3 separate regions of the Mus musculus genome follow, and all the other regions are linked to region 1. A link is a contact called in public HiCAR-type and HiChIP or PLAC-seq data. All regions are on one chromosome and are shown on one strand. Each heading gives the region's core, a stretch centred on a gene start, on an enhancer-like site or on the middle of the called end of the contact. The rest is flanking DNA. Distances are from core to core; before and after follow the strand shown.

The links. HiCAR-type assays count read pairs that join an accessible place to other places. HiChIP or PLAC-seq counts read pairs in DNA pulled down with a chosen protein or histone mark.
Region 2: a contact with region 1 is called in a HiCAR-type map of fibro-adipogenic progenitors, with 2.8 times the contacts expected there. The contact joins the enhancer-like site here to the promoter of Slc7a6 in region 1. A contact is called at or near these places in 7 of 39 promoter capture datasets (the 3T3-L1 cell line, the C10 cell line, frontonasal cranial neural crest and 3 more), 2 of 15 datasets of contacts at CTCF or cohesin (large pre-B cells and pro-B cells), 26 of 484 Hi-C or Micro-C datasets (the AML12 cell line, the C2C12 cell line, the N1E-115 cell line and 14 more), 21 of 115 datasets of contacts at active chromatin or transcription factors (the 230-238 cell line, the NIH/3T3 cell line, T-cell acute lymphoblastic leukemia and 16 more) and 4 of 9 other capture datasets (adipose tissue, embryonic stem cells, liver and 1 more).
Region 3: a contact with region 1 is called in an H3K4me3 HiChIP or PLAC-seq map of pro-B cells, with 4 times the contacts expected there. The contact joins the promoter of Zfp90 here to the promoter of Slc7a6 in region 1. A contact is called at or near these places in 6 of 39 promoter capture datasets (the 3T3-L1 cell line, the C10 cell line, the SN4741 cell line and 2 more), 2 of 15 datasets of contacts at CTCF or cohesin (large pre-B cells and pro-B cells), 18 of 484 Hi-C or Micro-C datasets (the AML12 cell line, the C2C12 cell line, the N1E-115 cell line and 11 more), 18 of 115 datasets of contacts at active chromatin or transcription factors (the SCID.adh cell line, T-cell acute lymphoblastic leukemia, astrocytes and 13 more) and 4 of 9 other capture datasets (adipose tissue, embryonic stem cells, liver and 1 more).

What each region holds. Positions count from the first base shown.
Region 1 is chr8:106,167,370-106,171,146 of GRCm38.p6, forward strand. Slc7a6 (solute carrier family 7 (cationic amino acid transporter, y+ system), member 6) reads left to right here and starts at 1,485. Exons shown (of 10, transcript NM_178798.4): 1 at 1,485-1,585.
Region 2 is chr8:106,392,608-106,396,680 of GRCm38.p6, forward strand. No RefSeq gene overlaps it. Among named protein-coding and RNA genes, the nearest start is that of Gm34026, 5.4 kb to the right of the region's middle. Within about 2 kb of position 1,959, at least 40 of the 459 cell types and tissues checked have an H3K27ac peak or open chromatin away from gene starts, as enhancers often do. A contact at or near this core is called in the 230-238 cell line, adipose tissue, bone marrow-derived macrophages and 3 more, where this site is marked.
Region 3 is chr8:106,413,508-106,417,306 of GRCm38.p6, forward strand. Zfp90 (zinc finger protein 90) reads left to right here and starts at 1,820. Exons shown (of 4, transcript NM_011764.4): 1 at 1,820-2,263. The coding sequence starts at 2,231.

The sequences.
Region 1 (3,777 bases), core at 235-2,734:
GCTATGTTCAGGCTGGATTCTTCCAAATGCCTCTGGCTGTGCTCTCCCTAATAGCTACAATAAAAACCTTCTCTTCGCCGGGCAGTGGTGGTGCAATGCCTTTAATTCTAGCACTTGGGAGGCAGAGGCAGGTGGATTTCTGAGTCTGAGGCCAGCCTGGTCTACAGAGTGAGTTCCAGGACAGCCAGGGCTATACAGAGAAACCCTGTCTCAAAAAACAAAAAACAAAAAACCTTCTCTTCAACCATACCTAGGAGTGATCATGTCCCTGTTTTTTTCATTCATCAGGAAGGAGGAAGGAGAGCACTTTAGGAGAGGTTTAGTTAATTATTTGGTTTTTCCAAAGTTTAAGTGTAACAGAACCCTGGCTGTCCTGGACTCGATTTGTAGACCAGGATGGCCTCGAATTCACATAGAGTGACTTCCCACTGCCTCCTGAATGCTGAGATTAAAGGTATGGGCACTATTGCCCGGCACACTACTTATCTCTCAATAAGGTTTAAATCTTAAGCGAGAAATGCAGAAAGAATGGGGTCCCTTGCAAACAAACTCCCAAGTCTGTTTCTTTCAAGGTATCTGACAAGTTGTAAATATTTAGCCAGGAGATATGTTCCTCCTTTAGATGTTTCGTCCACTTGATCTCCTAGCAGGCTATTCCTGGAGGAAATACTGATTTCTTGGGTTTTTTGTTCTTGTTTTTTGTTTTTTTTTTTTTTTTTTTGTTTTGTTTTGTTTTTAAAGTCTGATAGCCTACGAGAAAAGCACAACTGTCTCGTTAGACTATATTTATCCCTGCCAGACTGGTCAGTTGTTAGAAGGTCCGGTGGAATATAAAAGGCAGGAAGTCTTAGAATGAACGCCAGCGCCACTAGAGGAAAAAGATAACCTAAAAGGAGATAGAGGAGCAACCAACGGGAGAAGAAAAGGTCAGGATGTCCCAGCATCCCCAAGAGGGGTGTCAGCAGGGTCGGGGGAGACCAGGACAAAGCGAAGAGAGCCAGAAGTGGCAGCCTTCCTGGGTCTAATGGAGTCTGAACTGAGTGTCAGAGCACCGGTCCCGGGAGTGTATTTCTTCCTGGGTTCCCGGGCTGAAGGGAGGCAGTTATCTAGATAGGGAGGCGGTCCAGAGCTCTTTGTGTCAACTGTCTGGGGTCCCACTGGGCGTGCAGTCCCCAAAGGCCAAGGAGGAGAAGGTGTGTGTGGGCCCGTTAGAGCTCCAAGCAGCAGCATCCTCACGTGGAGCCCCAGAGGCTTCAAGTGACTGCGTGGGGAGCCGGGGAGTGTCCATCCCAGGTGAGGGTGACCGCACCCCAGTCACAGCCCGCGGGGAGAGTCCGGGCGCGGCCTGCTGGAGGCTGCTCCGTAACGGTACGCGGATCGCCCAGGGCCCCGGCGTGCTCCAGTGCCCGGAAGCAACGCCGCCTGGGGCCCCCGCTCCGAGCCGGGTCCCCTGGCGGCGCGCGCTGTCGCGATCCGGTGCGAGTGACGTGGCGTGGGCGGGGCTTGAGCGGCCGCCGGGGCGACGGCGCGACCGAGCATCCTGGAAGCTCCGGGCCACGAGGAGGTAGCTGGCGAGGCCGAGGAGGTGAGGGGCTGGCTCCGGTTCGGCTCGGGGTCGTTCTGGTGTGCGGCCGAACACTCTTGCGTGGCCTCCGTGGCCGCGTGCTGGATGCGGGGCCGGAAACCGCGTGGGGCGGAGGGCGCGGGAGAGACGCGGCGGCTGAGAAGAGGACGCCGGGAGCGTGGATCCCTGGAGTGGACCGCCGTGTGAGGAAGACGCAGGCGCGCGCGCGGGCGCGTGTGTGGGGAGAGAGACCCCGAGGGTGGCTTTGTGAGTGTGCAAGATCCCGAGTGTAAGGGGGACTGTTTGTGAAAAACTGTGAGATGGTGAGTGTAAGGGGCCGTGTGTGTGTGTGTGTGTGTGTGTGTGTGTGTTTGTTTGTGTGTGTGTGTAGACGGAAAAACCCAGAGTGCGAGGAGGAAAACCGTGGGCGTGAGGGTGGCTCTGGAGTGTGTGCGACCCTGAGAGAGACGGAGACGGTGAAGGAGGTTTGAGTGTGAGAGAAGCGGGCGTGAAGGCTGAAGGACTGAGCCCTTCGCAGTCCGTGACCGTGCGAGCCTGGGTGAACCTCCCTGGAGCACTGAGAGGTGGCGGAGGAGGAGGAGGAGGAGGAGGAGGAAGAAGCCGTTGTGTGTGAGGAGGGCAGAGACAGCAGGGCGGGTGTGTGAATGCAGGAATGCAGCTTCTTGGGGGCTGTTGAAACCTCTGACTCCGGTTGGGACTTTTAGAGTGCTGAGGTATTGGCGTTTGGGAACACGGTGCTCTTACTCTTTTGAGTGTCTCCTGTATTTTGTCGTCTCATTGGACCATCTCATGTCACAATTATCAGGAAATATTTGGGAAATGTTCGGAAAATTTCTGTTACTCTGCACACCAAGCCAAAAGGCTGGTCACCGCGTTGTGTAATGGGTCAGTATAAATAGAAAACACCTAATTTAACAAGTCTTGGGGAACCAATCGAGATCACTGGGTTATGTGTTGGAGAGAATGCAATCTCCGCTGTTATTGGGGGGCGGGGAGAACGACCCCTCTCAGTTTTGGGCAGCTCATCTAACAGGCTATATATGCTCAGCTGTTTGGCTCCTTATATCTGAGAGCCAATCGATCTCGGATTTAAAGACTTAGGGGGAGCAGATTTTAAAGTCTGCAACTGCTTCCTGGGGTCATTTTTACTTCTTTACCTGGTGAGGTCCTTGAGGAATCTACCCAGGCTTCCTATTTTGTTCAAGTTCCATTGTGATTTCATACAGATAGCTTTTGCTTCCCGACATGGGTCTTAGGCTGTTTACTTGAGTTATATTTGATTTTTCTTTCCTGGCAAATGTGTGGAAAAATCACCACCCTGGTGGAGAGAGAAGGCAGTACTTGCCATGCAAGTGGGTTTCATTTCTAGCACCTCGAACCAAAGAGAAAAAGAGAGACAAAGATGGAAACCATAAGCCTGATCCCCTCTCCATACCCTTCCCCACTGGAGACAGGGCTTCTGTGTTTAGCCCTGGCTGGACTCTTCTCTGTAGACAAGGATGGCCTTGAACTCAGAGATCAGCCTGTCCCTGCCCCCCCCCCCTTTTTTTTAAACCAAAAGCATGTTTCATTTATGTGGCTGGTCTGCTAAGTTTCTTGGTAGAGGAAATTCTAGAGTGTGGAGATGTTCTATAAAAGTTGTGTAAATGATGCTCTTAGAATCAGGGTTTCTCTGTGTAGCCCTGGCTGTCCTGGAACTCACCATGCTGACCTTGAACTCAGAGATCTTCCTGCCTCTGCCTCCTTACAAGAGGAAATAGTATCCTAATGCTTTCTATAAGTTAATATTTTTTTGATAAGTAGCTAAGAATTTATTCTTTGTTGTAGAGATTGAATGGCCAAAACAGAGAAGTAATTCCTTGAAGTAAGGAATAATTTTCTCTTTGGTACCCGACCCATTTGTGATCAAACAACTTTAAAAAAATGTGAATTTTTATTTAGTTTGGACAGGTGACTATTACCACTCTGTTCTTTATTTGCTTTTTTTTTTTTGTTTTGTTTTAATGATTTATAAAAAGGAATCTGTAGGGTTTGTTTGTTTGGTTGGTTTTTCTGAGACCCGGGTTTCTCTCTATAACCCTGGCTGTCCTGGAACTCACTCTGTAGACCAGGCTGGCCTTGAACTCAGAAATCCTCCTGCCTCTGCCTCCTGAGTGCTGGGATTAAAGGCGTGTGCCACCACTGCCTGGCTG
Region 2 (4,073 bases), core at 709-3,208, 230 kb after region 1:
TAAACTGAAATTTTCTGAGTTTCTTATATCTATCTAATGGTTGAATCTATATCAAGGGGGTTCAGCATGGTGAGGCACGTCTTTAATCCCAGCATGGGAGGCAGAGGCAGGCAAATCTCTGAGTTTGAGGCCAGCCTGGTCTACAGAGTGAGTTCCAGGACAGTCAAGGCTACACAGAGAAACCCTGTCTCAATCAACAACAACAACAAAACAAAAACAAAAAACCAGCCAGTTCTATCAAGGAGCTGCGGAATTGGCTCAGTACTTAAGAGTACTTGTCGATCTCACAGAGGACCTAGGCCCTGATTCCTAGCTCCCAAATGGTGGCTCACAATCACCTGTAACTCCAACCTTAGGAACCAATGAGTTCTTCTGATCTCTGCAGGTACCAGGCACACAAAATATTAACATAAATAAATATTTTTTAATTTAAAAAACTATAGCAAATCACTCCATTATAGTGGGTTATTTTATTGGATATTTTCTTTATTTACATTCAAATGTTTTCCCCTTTCCAGGTCTCCCCTTCAGGAACCCTCTATCCCATCTCTCCTCCCCTTACCTCTATGAGGGGACTCCCCCACCCACCCACCCCCTCCTGTCTTCCCATCCTGGCATTCCCCTACACTGGGGCATGGAATACCCTCAGACCCAAGGGCCTTTCCTCCCATAGATGTCCAACAAGGCCATCCTCTGCCACATATGTGGTCAGCGCCATGGGTTGCTCCATGTGTATTCTTTAGTTGGTGGTCCAGTCCCTGGGAGCTCCCAGAGATCTGGCCTGTTGACACTGTTGCTCCCCCCATGGGACTGCAAACCCTCTTAGCTCCTTCAGTCCCTTCTCCAACTCCTCCACCGGGAACCCCTCCCCCCGCCCCCCGTGTTCAGTTCAATGATTGGCTGCAAGCCATTATAGTGTTTTTAATATGTAAACTCTATTACTATGCATAAATTAAAGTGTGGTGTGTGTGTGTGTGTGTGTGTGTGTGTGTGTGTGTGTTTTAAATTAGTGGTGGAAATTACTGATGCCATGTAGCCCTGAGCAACAACAGGACCAGTTAGATCCCTGTAACTTGAGTCAGAAAATATTTGTGTTAGCTGGAATGTATCTAGTTTATCTTAGGCTAATACCAAATCTATTGTGGAGCCAGAGTCAAAGTATAAGGCTCCAATCATAATAGATTTGTTCATTTATAGTTTGTTTGGAAACAACTAAGGCTATTCTTAGTTGACAATTGTGGTGGTTATATGAATCAAGATGGCTGCAGTCATGTCAAGGTGAATCCATACACCAAGGCCAAGATATCATTCTCTTTCTGTAGAGAGGCCCCACTCCCCAAAGGGACTAAGTAACTGTGTTTCCAGTAGCCTTTTCTCCAAGGGGTGGCACACAAGGCTTGCACTTGAGGGGCCTCGTTCCCTTCCCCCTTTTCACATTTCATCTCCTTAAAATAATGTTTTTATTTTTGAGATTATAATACAATTACATCATCACATTCCATTCTTAATGTAGGCACGATGGTCTCTGCCACCATGCTGATGACTGCAGTGTCCCCAGAGGAGAGTCACAGACAGGGTAAGTACCAAGTGGGAGGAGGGACACTTAGAGGTTCTCTTGGGACTCAGCAGGAAGAGCAGGAGTTCTCAACCAGGGCACAGAGTTTGAAAGGGCTGGCGAGGTAAGCCACCAAATGTTTGTAGACTCAGCTATCATCTAACTAACTGCCTGGACTCACATCCCCAGGCCAGTACTTATATATAGTTAAGGGAATTTGACCAGTTGGTGAACAAGCTGCAGTTTACCAGGTCAAGCAGAGATTCCGACTACGGCAATTTTAAAAATAAAACTCGTTCTTCCACACAAAGCTATGATCTTCAGATTGTCAGTACTCAGGGAATCAGAGCCTACAGGGTGGATTTTAGGGAAGTCAGTCCCACTGAGACTCCCAAAGCCATCTGCTAATTGCTGACCAAAACCAACAGAAGAGGAAGTTGTCTTGCTTAGTTGGTAAAGCTTGGAGCTGTTTCCTGCCTCCCCAAATCAAGGTCCTTGAGGGGCCCACATCCCAAATACAGTTATTCAAGTCAAGCTTGAGCTACGGCAGCTAAATAGAGATCCTCCCCTTCAGAAACCCTCTTAGAGAGGAGATTTCACAACCTTCGGGACCTACTCCAGCTCTCCTGGCCCCGTCTTCCCCGTTTCATGAAGTTCAATGTAGAGCAAACAACTAGGTCCTGCTTGTCAGATTCTCCTTTCCCTGGGAGTGTGTCCAGTCCTGGTCTCACAGCTTAGCGCTTTCTGTCTCTAAGAGTAAAGGAAGTGAGTCCAGCACAGCCTTCACTGTGCACCCCAACGTCTTCCTGATAACCCGTATGAGGCTCTGGTCTTTTTCAAAAATCGCATGAATTCTCTAAACCCTCTCTCCAGCAGGCAGGCAACTTTCTCAAATATATACAACCCTCACAAGTCAAACCTCTCAGAATCTCATCTTTGAAGAATAGTCCTGTTATAGCTTGATTGTTGAGTTGGCAGACTGTAAAGGTCAAGTTTCTGGGTTCCAATTCTGTTTCTGTTGTTTATGGGCTCTGAAATCTAACAAGTCATAGAATATTTGTAAGCCTCAGATTTTCTTCCTTCCTTTCTTTCTTTCTTTCTTTCTTTCTTTCTTTCTTTCTTTCTTTCGTTCTTCCTTCCTTTCTTCCTTCCTCTCTCTTTCTTTTCTTCCTTCCTTCCCTCCTTCTCTCCTCCTTCTCCTCCACCTCCTCCTCTTCCTCCTTATTATTATTATTATTGTTATTATTATTATTGGTTTTGTGTGTGTGTGGCTCTCAATGTCCTAGAACTAGCACTGTAGATCAGCCTGGCTTAGAACTCAGAAATCTGCCTGCCTCTGCCTCCAGAGGCGTGCACCACCACTGCCTGGCTAGATTTCCTATCTTTAAAATGAATATGGAAATATTGTCTCTTTATAAGGTATCATGAAGTTCAATGTAAAGCAAACAAGTAGGTCCTGCTTGTCAGATTCTCCCAGTTTTTGTACCAGAAATCTTCTGTTCAAGGAAGGGTTTCAATCTTGAGCAAACTGGGATGGCTGGCTGCAAGGACCTGAAAGTATTTAGCCCAGTGCAGGTGGCTCGTACAAGTTCCATTAGTGTCAGCAGATTGAGGCCCAGGTGGTCACTTCCCTGACTTACTTTCTTTCTTTCTTTCTTTCTTTCTTTCTTTCTTTCTTTCTTTCTTTCTTTCTTTCTTTCTTTCTTTCTTCCTTTTTTGCGCATGCCTGCATGTGTTCCTCCTGACTCCACCTTCTGATTCCACCCACTGGGGTTATGGAAGTGTCTCACCACACCTGGCCTTTGGGGTTTCTCAACTCTGTTTGTTTTGTTTATCTGTTTAGTTATTGGGCATCTATATTGTGTGCATGAATGTAGAGGTCAGAGGACAACTTGTGGTAGTCAGATCTCTTCGACCACATGGGTCCTGGGAGTATATCTTAGATCATCAGGCTTGGTGGTGGGTGCCTTTACCCACTGAACCATCTTGACAGCCTAGGCCTTGGCTGTTATAAAGACAAGGTTTTCCTACGTAGCCCAGACTCATTTTCCATTTGCGATCCTCCTGCCTCAGTATCCCAAGAACAGGAATTATAGGCTTGTGCCACCATGTCCCGTCCTTCTGTGCCTTATCAGCTTCCTGGGAAGTGCTTTGACATCTCTAAACTTCCATTTAGGGAAACTTAAGGGCTAAAGAGAATTCTTTTCACTGTGGCTTAATTTGTTATATAGTCTTGAAGGTAGACAGTACCGTGTGTTCATTTTCCTGCTAAACACAGTGAGGAATGAACCCAGCCTGCCCAGAGAGAAGTGGGAACTTCATCTTGCTGGTGGTACTTTACCTATAATAGGGACTTATTTAGCTCAGGAAATCTTTTTCTCTTTTTTAAATTTTTACTCATTCCTTGTGAGTTTCTCCTCAGGTACTCCAATCCCACTCATCTCCCTGTCCCTTCATGCCCACCCTCCACCCTTGCAATCCTCCCCCCCAAGCGAAAATAAAAAACAAAAACAAAAAC
Region 3 (3,799 bases), core at 570-3,069, 250 kb after region 1:
AACAAACTGAAGCCCCCCACCCCCCAATCTTGTAGACAATGCGTACAAATAACGTCATAGGGCCAGAGAGACGGCTGGACGGGTAAATGCACTTGCAGAGAAAACCTGAAGGCTTGAATTCAAACGTCGAAAGGTGGAAAAAGACAACCAGCTCCCAAGTGTTGTCCAACTTCCCTCTCCCCAACACACACAGACACACACACACACTGACACAGTCACAGAGATCGTTCTGTCTCTGCACCCACCACCACTCCCCCTGCAAGAATAAAAGGTATGGGCAAATACGTTTTACATACATACATACATACATACATACATACATACATACATACATACGTTTGTTTGTGTTGGGGTCCCTAGGAGATACTCTGGCCCCCATCTGTGAGCTGTGTGGCTGCCAGCGCTGGGGAACGAGCTGTAGTGCCTGGTGCCGAGCCTTACCCTAGCCTGTGTTTTGTGCTTCTTACTGAAAGTTCTGCCTTAGGAATCCTTCTAGGGTCTCTTAAACTTCTGTTTTGTGCGTATCTGTCTGCTACTGTTGTCTAGTGTGGAAAGTATTTGCAGAGTTTCCAAGGGGTTTGTTGTTATTTATACTTTCTCCGCCCCCGCATCCCAGCAAAAATCCACAGAACACTGTGATAAAAAGACAAATAGTAACAGGTGTGGGTAGGAATGTTGAAATCTATATGCTGTTAGTTTAAAAAAAAAAAAGATGGAAGTGATACAGCCTCTTTAGAAAACATTCACAGTTCCTTCAAATGCTAAACATGGTGCTACCAAATCTCTATAATTCAACTTCTCTGTATCTACCCCAGATCAATGAAACTGCACCCCCATAAACGTGTGTACACACATATCCTCTGTAATGTTGCTTTGAAGATAAAAGCATAAAATCTCACAGTGTGAACAACGCAGACGCTACCAACTGATGAATGAATGTGGTACACTCGGGCAATCAGATCTTTCATTCAGCATTAAAAAAGAATGGGATAGAGACTCCTGTGATGTGAATGAACTCAGAACCACTGTAATAACTGAAAGAAGCCAATCATAAAACTTCATATTGCCTGATCTTATGAGATACCCAGAAGAGACAGATTTGTCACAAAGACAGCACAGGTCAGTGGTTGCCCGGGATCGAGAGGAGGTGGGTTAGGACGAGGGGACGGTTATTAATGTACATGATTTTTTTTCTTTTGTGGCTAATTAAAATGTTCAAAGAGGAGACTACAACGATGGTTGTGCAACTCTTTTTATGTACTAAAGTCTATTGAATTATACACTTTAGTCATTCGTGCATGCATTGTTTATTTATTTTGGCTTGTAAGACCAGGTCTCTTGTAGCCCAGGCTGGTCTTGAACCACAGTTTAGGATAACCTTGAACTCCCGATCCTTAGCCACTTGTGTGCTAAGAGAATTGAGAATTGAGTCTACAGAGTGAGTTTCTGGACATCCTGAGCTACACAGAGGGAGAAAGAGGGAGGGGGGAGGGAAAGGGAACGGGATGGGAGGTGGAGGAGAAGGAGAAAAGAAAAGAAGGAGCGGTGAGAATTTCTAGAAGCTCCAACACACACACACACACACACACACACACACACACACACACACACACACACACGACAAAAACTTTGAACCTTTCCAGCAGCTCCAGAAAACACACATACCAAAGAAAAACTTTGAACCTAACCTGCCCGCCTTCTTGTGCTCTTACTGCAGCCCCCCACTAGGAGGCAGGACCTCTGCAGGGCGGGCACGCGAGGATAGCTGGGAATCGTAGTTTCTGCACCCGTGGATGGGCAGGCGCGAGGATCATTGTGCGCAGTCGCACTCGTGGCTCTGCGCCCGCCGCTGTGGCCATTGTCCGACCCTGTTGTTGCAGAGCAGTACTGCCGGGAACAAGAAACTGCAGCGGGCGCTAGAGGGGCGGACCTGAGGTCGCGGATTCCGAAGCCCCGGAGGCAGATTCCGAGTGCAGTGGGTAGGAGGCTGTCCTCCGGGCCTCGCCGACCATCCTGCGGACGGACTGGGCGTGGCCGGAGGAACTGTCCCGAAGCTGTGGGGCCTTTCATTTGGCCTTGGGAAGAGCAGCAGGAGAAGGCGGGGCTCCTCCCCACGTTTCGGCCGAAGTGGCTGCAGAGCTGAAGGGGTGGGGCCTCGGGGTAGCCCGGTGAGTGGATCCTGTCCTCTCTCCTCAGCCCTGGACCATAGCCAGCACACACTGAGGCAGGAATGGCCCCGAGACCTCCGACGGCCAAGCCCCAGGTGAGCCGAGCCTTCCCCCACCGCCCGGAGCATCCCACCCTGAGAGGCCCCCGGAGTCTGTATGGAACAGTTATTGGTATAGGTATAGAGAGTCTTAGTTTGGATCGCTTTGAGTCTCCTCCTCTGGAGAAAACCCCTCCCAAAGTGCCCAGCCCTGGGCAGAGCAGGATTTCTGAAAGGATGGAGTTAAAGAGGAGACTAGGGAAGTGCGATCTTGTGAGAGGAAGTGTTCTGGGGGTGTCAGCACTGAGACTTTATTGCAGTGTGCACTTCTTAGAACTCTTCAGTGAGGAATGGAGGATAGAGGGACAAAATAGAAAAGCCCCCTGCTTCCCATCCAAAGGCCATAAAGAGATAGTAGGGGGGCAGAAGAGACCTATTAGAATAAGAGGCCGGTGAAGGTTGGGCGCTGAGTCGGAGACCACCATTACAGCCAAACCTGGTCAGACAAGCTCCAGCTTTTCTTGCCCCCCCCCCCGCCCCACTCGTTTTATTTTCCTTTCTTTCTTTCCCCATTAACAAATGTATAATAGTGCGCACCCTCCATAGCCCCGGCTTCAGGTTAATTAGTAAGAGACAGATTTATCAACCCACTTTTTAGTTGTAGCAAAAGGGGCATTTTCTGGACATAAGCTCTGAGGCTGTCCGTTTTACTTTGATGAGAACATAATCTGAACTCTCTTTGGAGTTGAAGGTAAGAACTAGGACTATAGCTCAGTGGTAGATCACTTGCCTAGTATGTGTGAGGTCCTAGGTTCAATTCCCAGCACCTCCTGGAAAATGATAAGGATGGGCTGGAGAGATGGCGCTCCAGTTAAGAGCACACACTGTAAGCTTTTACACGCTGCTCTTGCAGAATTAGTTTCGTTCCTAGTACTCACGGCAGGAAGTACACATCCACCTTGTAATACAGGTTAAAGGGGACCTGATGGCTCTGGCTTCTTGGATACCTGCTCTCACAGGAACAAAATTGTTAGAAACGGGGGAAAAAAATCTCAGCTCAAGGCATTGAGGAAGAAAGGATCGCACAGAGTTGAAAGAAGCCTAGCAGGGCTCTGAACTCTTGTAAAAATGGTCCAACTGAACCAAAACTGAGCTAAAAACCACAGTTTGCCAGGGTGACTTCCGTCTTTTCTCCCTCACAGAGGTGGTGACTGAAACTCATCCCGTTAATTGAAGCTTGATCCTATAATCTGACACGATTGGCTAATTGTTGCAAAGGGGAAGGCTTGGGGAATATAATATGGGCCTTTATAAGGCTATTTTCGTGAGGGGAAAAAGGGTTTGCACAATACCCACAGAGAGACCCATAATATAACAAAATACTTTTAACAGTAAGCTACAAGTTGTAGTTGCTACAGGTATCATATAATCAAGTTCAATCTAGATAAAAATACTAACAGTATCTTTTAAGGTCAGTTTATAGAGTCCAAAAATGTAGCACAGTCAGTTGCTATGTATATCATATAATCAAGTTCAATCTAGTTAAAAATACTAACAGTGTCTTTTAAGGTCAGTTTATAGGGTCCAAAAATG